Regions from separate parts of the Gossypium hirsutum genome. Here region 1 is linked to region 2. A link is a contact called in public Hi-C data. All regions are on one chromosome and are shown on one strand. The core of a region is the stretch at or near the end of the contact, and the rest is flanking DNA. Distances in the headings are between cores, read along the strand shown. Region 1 holds the start of LOC107919846 (far upstream element-binding protein 2). Region 2 holds the start of LOC107919977 (sister chromatid cohesion 1 protein 4).

Region 1 (3,169 bases), core at 47-2,546, 300 kb before region 2:
TGTTTGACATGGGATCAAACAGATTATAGTGCAAAAAGGGATTGTTGAAATGTTTGTTGAAGTAACTACGAAAAAATCAACTTCAGTTTACACCCAGTTCAAACAATTCACAATGAGACAGCTTAAAAATTTGGCTAGCATACCTTCGCATTAGGAACCTCCATTTTGCGAGTAATAGTTGTACCATCATCAACCTCCTGCTGAGGCAAGTCATCAGAAGGTTGCTTATTATCCTCTTTAGCAGGTTCTTGACCGTTATCTGCCTCAAAACTCTCAACTTTACCTAACTCAGCATCAGCAGTTTCAGGATTATCTGCAGACTGCCCATCTGTTTCCTCTGCAGTTCCTTCATATTGCTCAGGTTTTACAGTTTCTTCAGCCTCCTTTGCAGGAGAATCACCATTCTCTGCTTGCTTGTTAAGCTCATTTTGCTGCAAACCCTCCTCCTCCTCCTTGTCAGGTTCATGCGATTTCTCAGCTTCAAATCCATTCTCACTGGCTGTTATTTTAAGCATAAAGACCATGGAATTAGAATAGTTAGATATGCAAAGCAATAAAAATATGAACCAGCCATAAACCATGTTTTGTTTTGATATCACTGTTGCTATTGCTTTTTGCTTTCTGCACAAAATTGGAAAGAAAAAAAAAACAAGGTGTTCACTCATAGGCTCCATCAAAATTGGCTCTTGATTTTAGCAATTTTTAAACATGTAAAAATAAATGACAGAAAAAGAAAAATTAGTAAAGTAACAACCAAACGGAGCCTTGATCTTCTCACTTCGTATTCACCTAGCACATAAAACTCACAATTAACCCTAGAGCTACTATCATTTAACCCCTCAAATCATTTCCTTAAATAGTACATAAACCCAGAAAAAGGGAACATGTTCATTACCCAAGCCATCGGTTTTATCGTCGTCGAGCCTAGGGCGTTTGGCCTCGGACAAATCAGATGGTGCAGCATCGTTATCTTGGGCATCAGGGTCTAAAGCAGAGTCGCGAGGCATGTTGTCCGCATGGGGGTCGTGGGGCTCGACATCCTCGAGTTTTCGCTTAAGATCGGAAGGGACGGGGCTGGGTGCAGGGGCTACGGCCTCTTCCTCAGCCATCAAAATGTACGGAAAAGGAGAAGTAATCTAGGGTTTGGAGAAGAGAGCAGAAATAGCGAAGCAATGGAAGTGTTGGATGAGGATGCTAGTATGTAAGAGATAAAATATCGTGTTTGTATGTAATGTACTACATTAGGGTTTAAGGCCAATTTATAGCTGCAAAATATCACATTTCACATTTCGCAATTTCCTTTCTTTCTTTGGCCCACTCTTCAGCCTACTTTCTATTTTCTTGAAAAAAAAAATCTTTAGGTGTGAGAAAATATTTTTGTTTTTCTTTATTTCCCAAAATTGGATTTTTATATTTAAAATTAAATGATTTTTGTTTTTATTTATCTGTTTTTTAAATTTTAAAAAACAAACTATTTTTAAAAAAGAAGAAGTTTTCTTTAGTAATACCTCGACACCTAAAGATGTCAAGTTCTAAGTTTGCAACATTGCCTCTAAAATTTCTACGTGACATTAGAATCAGGGTTAATTATTGTTATAATTTCAATATTTGGGTGTCAAATTCAAAGAATAAATTTGAAAAGTAATCGTTAAAAATTTAAATTTATTTTTTTAATTGCTAGGGATGAATGTTGTATCCTAAATCTGACACTTAGTGGTGTCAACGTGAGTACTAATTTTAAAAAACGAATAAAGTAATTTAAATAAATAATAATAGAAAATAAATAAAAATCAACACCTGTCAATTTTCACTAATATTTTTGTGAATCCCTAATTTAAGAAGCTATAAATAGGCAAATAAATTTGTTAATTTTTCGCAATAAACAAAAACAAATTATGATGTTTGTTATTTACCATATATCCTACATAATGGTTGCCAACTTTTTAAGATTCGAAGGACATGTAGCCCAAGGTGTAGTTACATTAGAGTATTCTCGTATTACTTAGCTTCGCAATAATATGAGTATAGGTCCACTTAACGAGAGAATCTTGCTCCAATTAAGAGGCATTGATTTCTATCACACAAGTCAAATTGGGAGAGTTACTTACATTTTGTCATTCTTATCCATTCTGATTAAACGATGGAGATCGAAGACTCATATGCTTCATCTCTTATACAACTAGGCGATAATAAAACTGGAAGATGTAGCATTGCTGATAAGGCTTCTAGAAGACGAGCATCTTGTGATGAGAAGCTTTGAATTTAATTTACAAGATGACCTTTATGCAAAGTTCAAAACTGATACAAACCTTCCGGTGGATTTCAAATGGCACCAAGTGAAGTTAGATTAGTTGAAGAGGTGATTTAGGAATCTCCTCAAGAATTCAATACCCATTTAGATCGATTACCATGCTCGAGCATACATTTTTCACCTAACCGGAGGTGTGTTGATGATAGAAAATTCTAGCAACTTAGTTCATACCTTGTACTTCCCATTTTTATCTAACTTTTAAATTGTTGGTACACATAGTTGGGACCTTGTCATTTTGCCTATATAGAGCGTTGTGCAAGAGGTGTAAAGTGGGGAGCGAGGAAGTGAATGGATGCCTTGTGATTTTACAATTGTGGAAGTAGTATCGACTTTTGCTCATAGACTTCTACCCTTTAAACCTATTAGTTTCCCACTAGCCAGAAGGTACAAGTAGAACCCTAAACCATGAAATCAATATTTATAGCATAAATGTCTTATATTTGTAATAACATTATGTAATTTAATAGACAGTCTAAGCAACGTGACTGTACGACATACAGGAAGGCCGATTTGGTATTTATACAATAAGTAATTGATAGGAAATCAAATGATTTGGTATCGGTATAGTACTGTACATGTGAATTAAGTGTTTATGTTATGTTTGTGATATCATAAAAAAGATTTTGATATGTGAATGTGAAAGTTGATTAGTGACTATATGTGCTAAAGTAAAAACTATAAGTTATAAATTTAATTTAAATAATTTTATGTTTTGGAAATAAATTAAAAGTTTAAGTATGTTAGTGAAAGAAACTGTATGAATAAATGTTTTTATTAAAAAATAATTAAATTGTAAATATATAAAAATGGTAAGATTGAATTCAATTGAGTGCTTACTAAGTTATTCACGTAGCTTAA
Region 2 (3,083 bases), core at 460-2,959:
AAAAAGAGCTGAAGAAGCTCAAAGGAAAATTCCTCCACCGAGTAACCAAGTAAAACCACACATATTAAGAACATGCTACCAACACCGCGGATATTTAACATATTCTGTATGGAAATTATTCCTACAGAACCAAAGGTTTCCAAATAGGCCAATAGAACTGCCAACAAGCACCTCAAAATAGGCCCAAAAGGGCCATGACAAGGAAGAAGCATAAAAGGCCTAAAAGATTAACTTATGCATAACTAAGAACAAAAAGGATAATGCTACGAACGTTAAAAAAATATTTCTATTAATAAATGGGAATTTGGGCATGAAATTTTCAGTTTCAAGAACCAGAGACCCATATCAGAAGCAAAGTATTGGCATTTCCACCCTGCTCCACAATTGTCAAGAGAACCCATGTTTTACCAAATTGACAGTTTCATTTCATCAAGCATGCTGATTTTCACGCTAACCTGGTATTTAAAATTTTCAATTCATAAATACCACTTCTACTAATGGATGTTTAACAGTTGAAACTACTTTTATTTCATCAAGCTGATAGAAATACTTAATAAACTTAGAACTATGTATGACCATCATTAATTCCAGTGGTTGGTTTAATAAATCAAATGTCAAGAAAAGAAAAGAGCATATTAATAGGACAAATAAGAAAGGAAATTCTAACTACTTCTTGCTATTTAGTTCCTCATAAAGTAGTTAAAACTAAATCGGAAATATGCAAAATCATAATTGATTAAAAAAAGGAAACAATGACTGAAAAAGCAGTACTAATTATGAAGTAAATATGTTTCTCGTATTAAAGTAAAATCATATATTTTTCTCACCGGAAAATTGCAGTTTCAATGTAGCACAAGCAATAACCAAAGAGTGCATAAATAAATTCTGATACAGCATAAAAGAAGAACATATCCTGACAGTCTATATTAATCTAACCTTAAGAAGACTAAGATATTGCTCTATTAAGTGGAAAAGGATAGATTAAGTACAAGTAGACTTAAAAGGTACTAACCAACAGAAACACCGATGTCCGTATCCGCCACCTGATTCTTGCGGAGTTTCCTCTCCAGATGGGCAGCTATCCATATCGTCCCCAGTGGACCTTTCTTCGCCAATATAAACTGTGAATAAAACATTTCTCGCCCAATACAAACCCTATTTCTTCATACAATGTAACCAAACCCTATTATTTAAGCTTAAAATTAGAGCTTTCAGTAAGAATTCAACAAACTGGCAAAGCTCACAAGAGAAGAGAAACCCTAAATTTCAAATTCCACAACAGAACCCTTCACTTTCCACTTCTAGCAGCGGAAATGAACAAATTAAGTTCAGAATATCCCTAAAAATCAATAGCAACAAGGAAACCTTTACAAATCTCCGTCCACCAAACAACCTGTGAAACCCTCCCAAAACTCCGTAAAGGGCCCCATTTCCGCTTAATTTCAGAACCACCACTCAGGAGAAGTTCAAAATTTGTGCCGTTTCAGTTTGCAGAATCGCCAGTTGAGTCGGATCGCACAGACGCAGATCAATTGGAGACTGGGAAAGAAAAACAGAAGGGAAAGCGCTAATTTTAGTAAATGACTTTTTTGTAATAAGAAATTAATTTCGAAATTCAACGTTGGTTTTGTGTTCGTCGTTGTATTAGTGCAGGTATGTTGGACACGTGGCGCTTCTTCACTGGTTGGTTTATTTTGAATTTTATGACTTCTCCAGTACGTTTTGTCAAAGGCGTAGCCTATACTTCCATTCTTTTTTGTTTGCCAACCGATCTCTTTCATTAGAAAGATACAAACCGAGACAAACGAGGGCCAAACTCGGGCAAAATACCAAAAAAAATTAATTTTTTTTAAATTTATTAAAATGGGTTTGATGTTTTATTATTTATCGGAATTGGTCCTTTTTTCTTAAATCGCGTCCACGTCAGCGCGATGTCAGGGGACATATCAAGAAATCGCGTCCATGTCAGCGCGCTTTGCTGACATGGCAACAAATCGCGTCCTCTGAAGCGCGATTTGTGTCCACGTCAGCAAAGCGCGCTGACGTGGATGCGATTTCCTGGCAAATAGCACACCCTTGGGGACGCGATTTCGCCGTGTTTCCCACCTTAGGATTTTTAGGGTTTTTAAGGTTTTTAGAGAAAAAAGTAATCAAATAAGGGATTAGGGTTTAGGGTTTAGGGTTTCATAATTAAATTAATTAAAATTTATTAAAAAATGGATTATGTTTCGTGTTTATGGGTTTTTAAGATAAAATCAAAGCAGGATGATTTATCAGAAGGATTTTTGAAGTCGCGCCCACATGTACGCACTTTTGCTACAGTAGGTCCTGGAAAAATAATTTCGACTTGACGTTTCTGATCAAAAAGTTTAAAAAATGCTTCAAGAAGGATACTTTATGAGAAGAATTTGTGAAATCGCGCCCTCGTGGACTCGCTTTTGCTACAGTTGGTCTTGGAAGAAATAATTTCGAGTTGACTTTTTGAGCAAATAGTTTTAAAAAAGCTTCAAGCAGGATGCTTTATAAGAAGAATTTGTGAAGTCGCGCCCACGTGGATGCATTTTTGCTATAGTAGGTCCTGAAAATAATTTTGAGTTGACGTTTCTGAGCAAATAGTATAAAACAACGCTGCAAGCAGCATGTTATTTGAGAAGAATTTGTGAAATCGCGCCCTCGTGGACGCGCTTTTGCTACAGTAGGTCTTGGAAAAATAATTTCGACTTAGCATTTCTGAGCAAATAGTATAAAATCGCTTCTAGCAAGATGCTTTATGAGAAGAATTTGTGAAATCGCGCCTACTTGAACGCGCTTTTTCTACAGTAGCATGTTTAGGCTGAGGCTATAAATGAGGCAAAAAATGTTCTGAGATTGCATAAGTCATAGCAGAAACAATTTAGAGAGGCTAAGAAGGTTAGAGTTTCAAATATGAGTGAACGTATTAGTGGTGTTATTTACTACGATGGTGAGGTTTGCCACACGGAGAATGGTGTTGTTTTTTTGTCAGAGATTAACATAGATTTGACAGACCTTCGTAAAAGAATTAGGCGTAAAATTTTCGGAACGATGCCAATGAAAGTTCTATC

What was found. Hi-C and Micro-C count contacts between places; a contact is called where the count stands out from the background.
Region 1: a Hi-C map of hypocotyl shows a contact between it and region 2, with 2.4 times the contacts expected there. The contact joins the promoter of LOC107919846 here to the promoter of LOC107919977 in region 2. A contact is called at or near these places in 5 of 34 Hi-C or Micro-C datasets (callus, hypocotyl and leaf).

What each region holds. Positions count from the first base shown.
Region 1 is chrD13:40,935,339-40,938,507 of Gossypium_hirsutum_v2.1, reverse strand. LOC107919846 (far upstream element-binding protein 2) reads right to left here and starts at 1,296. Exons shown (of 7, transcript XM_016849237.2): 1 at 896-1,296; 2 at 144-499. The coding sequence starts at 1,109.
Region 2 is chrD13:40,635,066-40,638,148 of Gossypium_hirsutum_v2.1, reverse strand. It overlaps LOC107919977 (sister chromatid cohesion 1 protein 4), which reads right to left and starts at 1,709. Exons shown (of 16, transcript XR_005923287.1): 1 at 1,013-1,709.